2 separate regions of the Mus musculus genome follow, and region 2 is linked to region 1. Evidence: chromatin contacts called from public promoter capture Hi-C data. All regions are on one chromosome and are shown on one strand. The core of a region is the stretch at or near the end of the contact, and the rest is flanking DNA. Distances in the headings are between cores, read along the strand shown. Region 1 holds the start of Tmco1 (transmembrane and coiled-coil domains 1). Region 2 holds the start of Dusp12 (dual specificity phosphatase 12).

Region 1 (5,796 bases), core at 2,170-4,669:
AAAGCAAATCTGAATAACTGAAGGGCAGACACATGAGGCGCTTTAATAGAGTCAACGAAACATGCTACTTTAGAATAGGTGGGTTTGGCAGGTATGGAAGATGTAAAAAGATCTAAAACCATTCAAGAGGACAACAGGTACAGGCTTTGATAATGAACTACAGGCAGGAATAACAAGTGCTTGAAAAAGGGGGCGTGCCTTATACCTGTAACCCCTAAACTAGAAAGAAGATCAGCTGGGAGGTCAAGGGCAGCCCGAGTTACACAGCAAGTTCTCAGTCAGTCAAGGCCAAAAAACCTAAAGCAGAACAAAACAAAAAACCCAAACCCAAGACAATGTTCCTGTTTAGCATGCACCAGTCACTTCCCAGTCACACAGGTACATACGTGAGCACAAAGAACCATGTCCTAGCAGCACGTCCAAGCTAGCAAGTAGACACAGCAACAAAGAAAGCAAGCATATTTAAAAATCTCTTTTAAAAAAGATTTTGGGGGCTGGAGAGATGGCTTAGCGATTAAGAGCATCAACTACTCTTCCAAAGATCCTAAGTTCATTTCCCAGCAATCACATGGAGGCTCACAACCATCTGTAACAAGATCTGACACCCTCTTCTGGAGTGTCTGAAGACAGCCACAGTGTACTTACATATAATAAAATAAATAAGTAAATAAATAAATAAAAATAAGCCGGATGATGTTGGCACACGCCTTTAATCCCAGCACTCGGGAGGCAGAGGCAGGCGGGTTTCTGAGTTCGAGGCCAGCCTGGTCTACAAAGTGAGTTCTAGGACAGCCACGGCTATACAGAGAAACACTGTCTCAAAAAAAAAAAAAATATATATATATATATATATATATATATAAAATAAAAATAAAAAATAAAAAAGATTTTCGGATTTCCCTGCTAAAAGCATAAAATCACCAAGGTAAGAAAATCCTGGAAGGTCATGTTTGTGAAGGTAAATAGAATGAATTTGGTTTAAATATGGCGAGCCAACACTATCAACTTTGAATAAAGGATGGCGAACTGTAATTTTCAAAGTCTAGGCTCAAAAACAAAAGTCTGAGTTTAGTCTCCAGTTCTTTGTTTTCTTGTGATGTAAGTCTATCATTAACTTCCTGGGTCTCAATCTCCTGTCCCATAAGGTGGAAACATTTTTATAACCAACCACAATGGTTTTTATGTGCACCAAATGACATATTTTTCACTGCTGAGGGTGAACTCCAGGCTTTGGGCATGGCAGGCACGAACTCTATCACAGCTCTCTGCTCTGAGCCCCTCACATAGGATAATTTAGGGGGGAAGAATGCAAGGGGAGCTGAGGAGTACAGCTCAACTGGCAGAGTGCTTGCTTACCATACACAAAGCCCTGAGTGCAGTCCCCTGCACCCCACAAACTGACTTGATGGTGAATAACTGTGACTCCAGCACTTAGTGAGCAGAAACAGGAGATCATAAGTTCAAGGTCAAACTCAGCTAAGGAGTTAGCTTTTATAGGCTAGCCTGGCCTATATAAGACCCTGTCTAAAATTAAAAACAAAACAGAACAAACAAACAAACAAACAAAAAACGGACACTCACAAAACTTATAAAGATATAAGGAAATAAGAAGGATATAGGAATAAAGGTAGCTGTAGAAACTCTTAGAAGCCAAGTTAGGTATGGTTTAGGGTTCTGAATTTCTATAGTTCATCTCTTGGAAGGTAGGAGAATCAGCTCAAGGTCATCTTCAGCTAGTGAGTTCAAAGCCAAGCAGGGCTAAATGAGACCCACCTCATAAAAGCAAAACAACCAACCAACACTGGATACCAATTGTGCTTTTAGAGAACCATTCAAAGTCCCAGTAACTGGGGAGCTAAGGGTGAGGCATCAGAAATGTGAGGCCTGCCTGGGCTACCTAAGGCCTTATTTATATGATCAGCTGTGCCCTGCTAAATTTTAACTTTCCTTCAAAAGTCACAAATTTTACCCATGTTAATCATTTTTTCAATCATTTTTCAGCTTTCTCACCCGACTGAAACTTGGCTAAACTTTAAAGGGTACCACTCCCACTGACACTAGTCACAGTGACTTATTCTCCAAACACAGCTCACACATTCAAATCTCCATGTTTACGTGATTTTTCCTTTCCCTAGAATTTCCTCTCCCTCTTTTATCTTCTATCTACATTCTAACTAATCCACAAGGCACTGGGTCCATCTGTACCATGAGATCTTCCATAGTCTCTCACAACAGAACAGGACCTCTTCTTTAGAATGAAGACTCTGTGTGTGTGTGTGTGTGTGTCTGCCATGACCCCTTTCCCCTTTAGCTCCCCGCCCCCCCCCCCCCCCCCCCCGTTTTAGGCAAGGTCTCGACAGGAAGTAGATCCAGCCTGGAATGCACTATGTAGACCAGGCCTGCCCTATCTGGAGCTCTACCACACCCAGATTCCTTTTAGCTTTATTAAAGATGCTGCACAAAGGTCTTTGATTTCTATCTTTACCAAGTTAGAGTATGGTTTTGTTTGTAACATGAATCTCCCTATGTAGCCCACACTAGCTGCGAACTCACAATCATGTCCATCTCCTGAGTGTTGAGATTTCAGTTGCCCTAACAAGGAACACTGGCTTGTAGTATTCTTGGTATACTCCTCTCTTAGTTACTGTGAACATGCACCCATTGAACTTCCCGTGTTGAACCGTCCACCGTCTTACCATACTCACATTTTTTACTTTGTTTTTCCACTTCTGCCTTCAATCTCTTGTATTTGTCTGTCCTGTAAACCAGGACCCAGGTTATGCCTAAACAGTAAAAGCAACATGCTAATGAGAAATAAATGGAAATCACAACAAACCATCTTTAATTGTTAGTATTGGAGACAAAAGGATTTCGACATTTTGCTCTATACTTATCAGTAACTTTTTTCAAAGTCAGATCAACCCATGTTTTGTTTTGTTTTTTTCAGTGTATCCACAAATACGTAAAGAAAATCAGGACGTATGACTCCACACTACTCTCCTGCTTCTATAGGGGGATGAGCCCGGGATTTCTTGCAACGGACCACGCAGGCCGCAGGGAGTGAGGCTCCCGATCTTTGCTCATGGGGTGCGAGGGACCCCAGTGCCCTTCCACCCTGGGATTAATCAAACGTCCAAGGAAACAGCCGCCCTCACCCTCGGCGAGCAGCGCGGTGCACACGGAGATAAAGACGATGAGCAGCGTGTCTGCAAACATGGTGCTCATCTCGCCCGTCTGTCCCCGCGCTCCCACCCTCCGCGGGGGGAAAGCACTCCAGAGCCAGAGAGACCGGGAAGAGACGTGGCGGGACCGACCCTCGAGGAGCGCTACAACTTTGACAGCCCCGAGTCTACACTTCCGCTTCCGGGGCGCCGACCCGGAACTACAGGCTTCACTCCCGCCGTCTGGCCGCCATAGTCGGGAGAGAGCGGCAACGCGCAAGTCTCGGGGGCCGAAGGCGCGCGCCAGGCCCGGTCTCGCGAGAGTTGGAAAGCCAGGTCGGTCGGAGGATGGCGGTGTGGTGGCGGCGGCGTTGCGACCTCGGCAGTGCGTTACCTGCTCTCCGAGCCCGATCGCCTACCTCACACTAGAACCCTGTCACACGGTGGCTGGACTTCACCCGCATCCCCGCCTCCGTGGCCGAAAAGTTAGGCCACCGCGTGCGGAGCGTCAGGGTCTGGGGGCTCGCCCCGGTCCTGGGCTGGGCGAGCCGAGTCGAGGAGTCCTCGGGCGCTGGTTAAACCAGCCTTTATGATGCCGGGGACGCCGTTGGAGGAGAAGGGCTGCACAACTCGCTTGCTGCGGCCGGGCTTTTATTGGAAGGAACGGTGGCGCAGTCGAAGGGGAAGAAGTGAAAACGTTGAATTTGAGTTAGAAGTGTTTTGGGGGCTGGGCGGTGGTGGCGCACGCCTTTAATCCCAGCACTTGGGAGGCAGAGGCAGGCCGATTTCTGAGTTCGAGGCCAGCCTGGTCTACAGAGTGAGTTCCAGGACAGCCAGGGCTATACAGAGAAACCCTGTCTCGAAAAAAAAAAGAAAGAAAGAAAAAAAAAAACAGCCGGGGGGTTGGGGGGGGACGGACACGGGGATAGAAAAAGGTGTGGTGTGTAAAAGTAGGATGTCTTGAGAGAGCCTCATACACTCAGATGTCCTCCGTGATGGACTGTAAATTACCGTGTGCAAGCGGGGCGAGAAAATGACGGGAAGGCCTTGATATAAGAGCACTCGATTCCTCCCAATTCTCAGATCTGCTCTTTTTCCTCAAGAAAACTCAGAAGTCTTCCTTTGTGCGTCCTTGTGTTTTTTTGAGACAGGGTTGCACTATGGAGCCCTGGTTGACCTGGAGCACTCAAGAGACCCCCCTGTCCTAGCTTTCCATAACTGTGCCACCATGCCCAGTTTGACTTCCATTTTCTGTCATTGTTCTTCCAAATTTCACTGCACACAATTTATAAATCTTCTGTAGCATTACCTTTTTAGTTTCTCTTGCCTTATATTTATCCAGGACTCCTTTAATAGATATTAAATATATGTCTATTAAATAAAGATATAACTATAAATATACGTCTTTAATAGACATTAAATATATGTCAGGAACAGTACTGGGCCCTGTAAGATGGAGCAAGATAAGATTCCTTGGTTCCAAAATTCCCCAGGGAAATTGTACGCCATAGTAAGATAGAATTATAGCTAAAGTGTTGAGAGCGCAAGACCGATTCTTCACGGAGGATTCAGAAAAGCTTCAGAAGCCAGGCGGTGGTGGTGCACGCCTTTAATCCCAGCACTTGGGAGGCAGAGGCAGGTGGATTTCTGAGTTCGAGGCCAGCCTGGTCTACAAAGTGAGTTCCAGGACAAACAGGGCTCCACAGAGAAGCCCTGTCTTGGAAAACCAAAAAAGAAAAGAAAAGAATAGCTTCAGAAAGGTCAGTCTGAGCTGAGTCTTGATTTGAGCAGGAGTTCACACAAGGGTATGTTTTTATTTAATCTTCTACATCACCCAAGGTAAATGTTGAGATAGGACAAAGGGTTGACCTTTAGCTCTGCCAGGTTTTCAGTTCTGCTTGAGTCTACTGATTAAGGCTTTTAGCCTCAGTTTTCTGTAACCATTAATGGCACCAGCTGGGTAAAGCTGTTAAGAAGCTTGACTGAGACAATATGTACTGTATAGCATTTTATACGTGCTTGATGTGGAGTTTAACAAGTATGATGCTGACTATATAATATTAAGAATCTAGTTAAACCATACTATACTGTAGCTCTACATACACTAGCTTAAAGTTATGAAAAGGGGAGGGTTAGAATCGGTGAAATGGGGCTGGAGTCAGTGCTTTCTCTAAGCACTGTCTGCTCTTGCAGAAGATCTGAGTTCAGTTCCCCTGCACCCACATGAAAGCACACTACCAGCCTTCACTCCAGTTTTGGGTGATCTGGCACCCCCTTCTGGCCTCTGCAGGCATACGTGCCTATAAAATAAATAACCCAGGCATGGTCACGATTCCAGCATTTGAGAAGTTGCCAGATTGCTGAGTTCAAGGCCAGTCTGGTCTACAGAGTAAGTTACAGGACAGCCAGGACTACACAGAGAAGCCCTGTGTTGAAAAAACAAAACTAGGGCTCATCAGTTAAGAGCACCGACTGCTCTCCCAGGGGTCCTGAGTTCAATTCCCAGCAACCACATGGTGGCTCACAACCATCCGTAATGAGATCCGATGCCCTCTTCTGGTGTGTCTGAAGACAACTACAGTGTACTTACAATAAATGAATGAATGAATAAATAATGAAGCCACATGCCTTTGAT
Region 2 (6,613 bases), core at 3,564-6,063, 3.6 Mb before region 1:
ATACCCTGCACTCCTAGACTCAGGGCTCTCACTCTGACCAGCTGCAACAGGGATGGTAAGAGACCTTGATCAGGAGCTCATAATAAAGACCCTTATGTGTTTGCATTGGAATTGACTCCTTGGTGCTCTTTGGGGTACTTGCAACTTGGGTATAACAAGAGGCAAGAAACCTCCAAAGCTGCAGATGAGTTCCTTTTCTCTTAACCATCTACTGCTGGGCGTGCATCCTACCCTTAAGAGGACTTTGTTTCTCAGTGAGACTCCCTTGTAGAAAACTAAACTTTCATTTGCAAGTGGTTATTTTAGAAACTGATGACACTACCACTCATAGTATGGCCTTAGGGGAAGGTAGATATGAGATAAAACAGCCAGAGGCATCTGAAAGAGTTCACGGAAGAGAGAGAAAGAAGTAGACTGGACATGGGCAACAGACTGGACCTGGCCACGAGAGAAGCAGAAGCAGAGCAGATGGGGTTGGGGTGGGGTTGAAGGGATGGAGCAGGGACGTGATGACACAGAGGAGAGCAAAGAGAAGGGGAGAGGAGTGAGATGGGGGGGGAGAGAAAGAGGAGGGGAGAGCAGAGCAAGCGAGTGAGTGAGAGAAAGAGAGAGAGAGAGAGAGTTAGCTAAAAGAGCAAGGTTATAAGGAGAAAGAGCAGCTAAGCTAGGGAGGGGAAAGCCCTTGAGTTGGGGAGGTTTAGGGTAAGGGGAGGAAGTGAGAAAGAGGGTTAGGATGCTAGCATGGACTGGGGAATGTTTGACAGACAGATACTCAGTAGCCTGGAGGCCAGCATACCCTTTGGTATGCTAATAGACACCACAGCTAGCTATTTGTCTTTTGGAATTTAAGGAATTCCAAAATCAGTCATTTATCAGCTTGAGATTGCTTCTGAGTTAGGGATGGGTTTGTTTCTACTTCTTTCAGTTCTAGGATTCCATCTGGTGCAGACCTGAGCACGCCTGTGCATGCGCCCTGAGTCCTTGTGAGTTCATATGTGCGCAGATCGATTCTGCCATCTTGAGAAAGTCTTTTTTCTTGCTGCCCTAAATCCTCTCTGGTTCTTACATTCTTTCTGCTTCCTCTTCTGCAGGGTCTGGGAGCCCTGAGGGGCAGGATTTGATGAAGATATTCTACTTAGGGCTGAGAGTTTCAAGGTCTCTCACTCTCTACAGAATGTCTGACTGTGGGTCTCTGTATCTGCTCCCATCTGCTGCAGGAGGAAGATTCTCTGATGATGGCTGAGCAAGGCACTGATCTATACATGTATAGCAGAATGTCATTATGATTTTCTTTTCTTTCACTTTCTTTCTCTTTCTTTCTTTCTTTCTTTCTTTCTTTCTTTCTTTCTTTCTTTCTTTCTTTCTTTCTTTCTTTCTTTCTTCTTTTTTAAAGCAGCAGTATTTGGTTTTACCTTAGGTCCCTGGCTATTGTCTTAGTTAGGGTTTTATTGCAGTGAAGAGACACCATGACCAAGGCAACTCTTTCTTCTAAAGGCAAACATTTAATTAGGGCTGGCTTACAGTTTCAGAGGTTCAGTCCATTATCATGGCGGGAAGCATGGCAGCTTCCAGTCAGACATGGTGCTGGAGGAGCCAAAAGTTCTACCTCTTGATCTAAAGGCAGCAGCAACTATCCTCCACAGGTAGCCAGGAGGAGGCTCTCTTCTGCACTGGGCAGAACTTGAGCACTAGGAGCCCCCAAAGCCCACCTATACCATGATGCACTTCCTCCAACAAGGCCACACCTACTCCAACAAGGCCACACCTCCTAATAGTGCTACTTCCCATGGGCTAAGCATATTCAAACCACTACAGCTATCAAATCTCATGGTTCCTGGTCACCCAAGCAGAGTTCAGTATGGGTTCTATCTGGTGTAGTGGGCTTTAAGTCAAATCAGATATTGGTTGGTTAGTGCCACAAGCTTGTGCCACCATTGCACTAGGATATTCTGCAGTCAGGACACCATTGTAGATCAAAGGGGTTATGGCTGGGTTGGTGTTTACATTTCTCCTTTGGTAGCGTGTATAGTACCTTCCTGTACCAAAGACGCTAGTATATATGGGTGCAGGCTCTATGAAGGCGCCAGCTCGACTTCTCCATGTTCAGTGCGATATGTAGATGGTGTCTTCAGCAATGGAGCCCTGCCATCAGTTGGTGAGAGCAACCTATAGTCTTGGCAACAGCTTGAATTGTTTGGGGATTTCCATGAGACCCCATTGACTGACAACTCAATTAGATGTAACCCAGTCCTGGCACTAAAAGCTTCATTTGGTGACAAGAGATGTCCAGTTGGGAATCTGTGTCCCCCATTATTTGGACATTTCATTTAGATTGCTTTCATAGACATATACATTTTAGGAAGCTCTACTGCATTAGGTTTTCATGCCACCCCACTCATATAAAATTTACTTTTATATCTCTCCCTGCTTTTCTCTTCCCTTCCCCATTTGATCTTTCTGTTCTAGTCAACCCCCAACCCATCATAACTACTCTTCTATTTCCCTTTCCTAGGGAGAGCTGTCTTTCCTCTCTTGTCCCCTACTCTACACTAAAGCTCAGTTGATTCTGTGGATTGTAGCTTGGTTATTGTTGGCATCAGGACCTCCAAACCTATGACATCACATAGGTGACAGGGTGACCTGCAGACATGTTGCCAAGACAACAGGCACCATATTCCCAGAATCTACTTGGCTCATCTCCCACTTTTACCTGTGTTTCATCGTTTTCCATATAAATAAAGGGAACACCTCTCTCTCTCTCTCTCTCTCTCTCTCTCTCTCTCTCTCTCTCTCTCTCTCTCTCTCTCTCTCTCTCCCTCTCTCTCCCTCTCTCTCCCCCCCCCACTCTGTCAGGAGCCATAATAGGAAGCAGATGATCATCCTGAAGTGGCCTGCTTTGGATTATTATATAATCTGCAACAGGTGAGCCCTCATTAAGCAAGGCTGTGAGGGACTAATTTTAGGAAAGATTCCTGCTATTAATATGCTTTTCCTGTTAATATGCTTTTTCTGTTACTATTAAATATATATAACAATCACTAAGTAGTAGCACACCCTTTTGGAGCAGATCTCTGCAGATCCATGAAGATCTTGTCGTGTTGCTATATAGACAAATAGATAACTTAAGTCTTCATGATGATCCTATAGGAATTCCTAAAATTATATCTGATTATTAAGCTCTTTTATAACAGGACTGCTGTTAGGTCCTTTTCTGATAGTCAAAGCTGCAATGAGAAATCTGTCATTCTCCCAAGTATCACCAGTTAATTGCTCTTAGATGGTAACCAGACCTTCTCCTACTCAGAGCACATTCCAAGAGGTTGTAAAACAATTAACCAAAGGTCATTAAAAGGCAACTAACAATTTATTGTAGGTGCTAGGACAGAAGATAAAATACCAACTGGGCTTATCTATACAAACCTTCACTTTATAACTTATGGATTTAAACCTTCAGTGAACCTGTGGAGCTGAGACAGGTGATCGATGTTTAGCTAGATAATCACTCCTAATGGATATGCATGTAAACATTCTCTGCTGTAAACTTCTATTTCAATTTATGATTTGATTTTTTGTGTGAACTTGTGATGAACTTGTAACATGTGATCATGTATTCTGGAAGACGTATAAGTACCAAGGACAAAGAGACACGAAAGAATCATAGAGAACTAAGATCAATGGAGAGCTAAGATCAATAGAGGAGACTTTTTTGCCTTTCCCCACTTAGACTAGATTCTTTTCCCTTTCCCCACTTAGAGAATTTTTCCCTTTACCCACTCAGGATCTTTCTGCTTTTCCCCTTAGATAGCTTTCATAGGAAACTTTTTACAACTTGGTAATAAACTCTATAATTATTTATCTAAGTGTCTTCTCTTCCTGAGACCGGACTAGCAGGCTGAAAGTTAGAGCCCAGCAGTTCCTGCTGAGATAGACATATCTATCTATCTCTCTTGTGGCTTGAAGAAGAGGTGCTAGTTGCCAGAAACTGTAGTTTCTGGCCTCAGAGGATCACAGAAGGCAGATCAGCTACAACAGCACGGTAACTTAGGCTTAGATAAGTAAACGCTTTATTATACAGCATCCCTAAATATCTCAACAAAGTCCTACCCTCCGCCTAAGCTCTTCCCTCTCTACCCCAAAAGCCTCAAGAAGAACATCCCACTCCAGAGCTGCCCCCATCTCTCCCTCTCCCTCCCTCCCTCACTTCTCTTTCTGCCGCCACCTCCCTCCCATCCCCCAATAAAATTCTTACACGTGGAACTGTTTGGGCCCAGTGTACTGTGTTCAGACTCGAGCCTCTATTTTAACACATCAGTTATCACAGCTAATATCCACATATAAGCTTATACATACCAGATTTGTCTTTCAGGGTCTGGGTTACCTCACTCAGAATGATTTTTTTTTCCCGAGTTTCATCCATTTATCTGCAAATTTTATTTTTTTTTTTTAAAATGGCTGAGTAATACCTTATTGTGTGAATGTACCACATTTTCTTTATTCAGTCTTCTGTTGTACATCTAGGTTGTTTCCAATTTCTGGCTATTATGAGGCATCAATAGGCAACATGGTTGGGCAAATGTCTCAAATGGTAGGAAGAGTGGCTTTGCTGGATCTTGAGATAGATTCCCATTTTCCTGAGGAACCTCCAAGCTGATTTCCATAGTGACTGTACAAGTTTGTGGTCCTACCAGCAACGGATGAATGGAGACTTTATTTTTCTGCCTTGGACTTTAGAAGGTTGGGTGGAAAAGCTGCTCTAAATGGAGCTTATTTAAGCACACAGCCCGAGCACGGCTCACATCACCTTCCCCAGAAGCAGTCATTTTCCCTATTGCCATGGTCCTCCCACGGCGCTGCTGAGCGGCTGGAGCTATTCCGACACAGGAGTCAGTCACTCTAGCCGGTGACTTGGTGGCGGGCAGCGGCTGCCTGGCTTCCTGGCTCTGCCATGTTGGAAGCGCAGGGTTCTAACCATGGCTGCGAGCGCCAGGCTCCGACTGCCAGTCCCGCCAGCTCGGCAGGGCACGCCGTGGAAGTGCGGCCCGGGCTGTATCTGGGTGGGGCAGCGGCAGTGGCGGAACCGGGCCATCTGAGGGAGGCGGGCATCACCGCCGTGCTGACGGTGGACTCTGAACCGGCTTTCCCGGCTGGGGCTGGGTTCGAAGGTCTCCGGAGCCTCTTCGTGCCGGCGCTGGACAAACCCGAGACCGACCTGCTCAGCCACCTGGATCGCTGCGTGGCCTTCATCGGCCAGGCTCGCTCCGAAGGCCGCGCGGTGTTGGTGCACTGGTGAGTGCCACGTGCAGGGGGGCGGTGCCTTGCACCGGGTCTCGCCTCTCTGCAGAGGCGCCCAAAAGTGGAGGTTCCAGGCTGTCAGAGCCAAGACCCTCGTTCCTCATCTTCCCTTGGGGTGTGTGGTTCCAATGAGGGTTCCAAAACCCGCCCTTGGTTAGTGTTTTGTTTGATTTCATCTTGCAGCAACTGTCTGTCTGTCTGTGCATCCATCTATCCGTCCATTCGTCCATCGTTCTATCTGCTTGTCTATATTTTGGGGGTTAGGTTAAAGTTTATCAGATTTGTAAGAGAAGTCAGACACTCAAGCCGGCGAATGTAATACAGGTCAGATGTATTGGGGTGAAAATACGTGATACTTCCTCGCCCTAAAGGCCACTGTGATTAACAAGGGAAAAACATGTGACTTTTTGTTTTTTGAGACTGGGTCTTACTGTATAGATCTGGCAGGCCTGGAACTCGCTATGTAGAGCAGGCTGGCTTCAAAAAGCACAGATGTCCACCTGCTTCTGTCCAGAGGGCTGCACACCTTGAGTGTGAAACCATGCTGGAGGATTTTTAATCAAAGTTATACGTGACGGGCAAGTTTAGAGAAACATTCACGGACCAAAGGAAAACTGTACTGACTGGTTTTGTGAGTCAACTTGATACAGGCTGGAGTTATCACAGAGAAAGGAGCTTCAGTTGGGGAAGTGCCTCCATGAGATCCAGCTGTGGGGCATTTTCTCAATTAGTGATCAAGGTCCCACCCACCTGGGCTGGTAGTCTTGGGTTCTATAAGAAAGCAAGCCAGGGAAAGCAAGCCAGTAAGGAACATCCCTCCATGGCCTCTGCATCAGCTCCTGCTTCCTGACCTGCTTGGGTTCCAGTCCCGACTTCCTTGGTGATGAACAGCAGCATGGAAGTGTAAGCTGAATAAACCCTTTCCTCCCCAACTTGCTTCTTGGTCATGATGTTTGTGCAGGAATAGAAACCCTGACTAAGACAAAAACGGTTCACATTCTTGGAATAATTAAGACTGGACAGTTGTATAGAAAAGTGATTGAGGCTGGGCGGTGGTGGCGCACGCCTTTAATCCCAGCACTGGGGAGGCAGAGGCAGAGGCAGGCGGACTTCTGAGTTCGAGGCCAGCCTGGTCTACAAAGTGAGTTCCAGGACAGCCAGGGCTATACAGAGAAACCCTGCCTCGGAAACAAAAACAAACCAAAAAACCAAAAATGAAATAAAATAAAAAATAAAGAAAGAAAAAAAAAAGAGGTTGGACAAGAGGAGTGTGACATAATGCTTAGCGAATGAGCCAGGAAAGTCAGCCTGACCTGTATTG

What was found. Promoter capture Hi-C pulls out the DNA fragments that hold promoters and counts their contacts.
Region 2: a contact with region 1 is called in a promoter capture Hi-C map of embryonic stem cells. The contact joins the promoter of Dusp12 here to the promoter of Tmco1 in region 1. A contact is called at or near these places in 1 of 39 promoter capture datasets (embryonic stem cells) and 1 of 484 Hi-C or Micro-C datasets (embryonic stem cells).

The regions. Positions count from the first base shown.
Region 1 is chr1:167,306,293-167,312,088 of GRCm38.p6, reverse strand. Tmco1 (transmembrane and coiled-coil domains 1) reads right to left here and starts at 3,419. Exons shown (of 7, transcript NM_001039483.1): 1 at 3,156-3,419; 2 at 2,706-2,783. The coding sequence starts at 3,225.
Region 2 is chr1:170,883,740-170,890,352 of GRCm38.p6, reverse strand. It overlaps Dusp12 (dual specificity phosphatase 12), which reads left to right and starts at 4,813. Exons shown (of 6, transcript NM_023173.2): 1 at 4,813-5,286. The coding sequence starts at 4,946.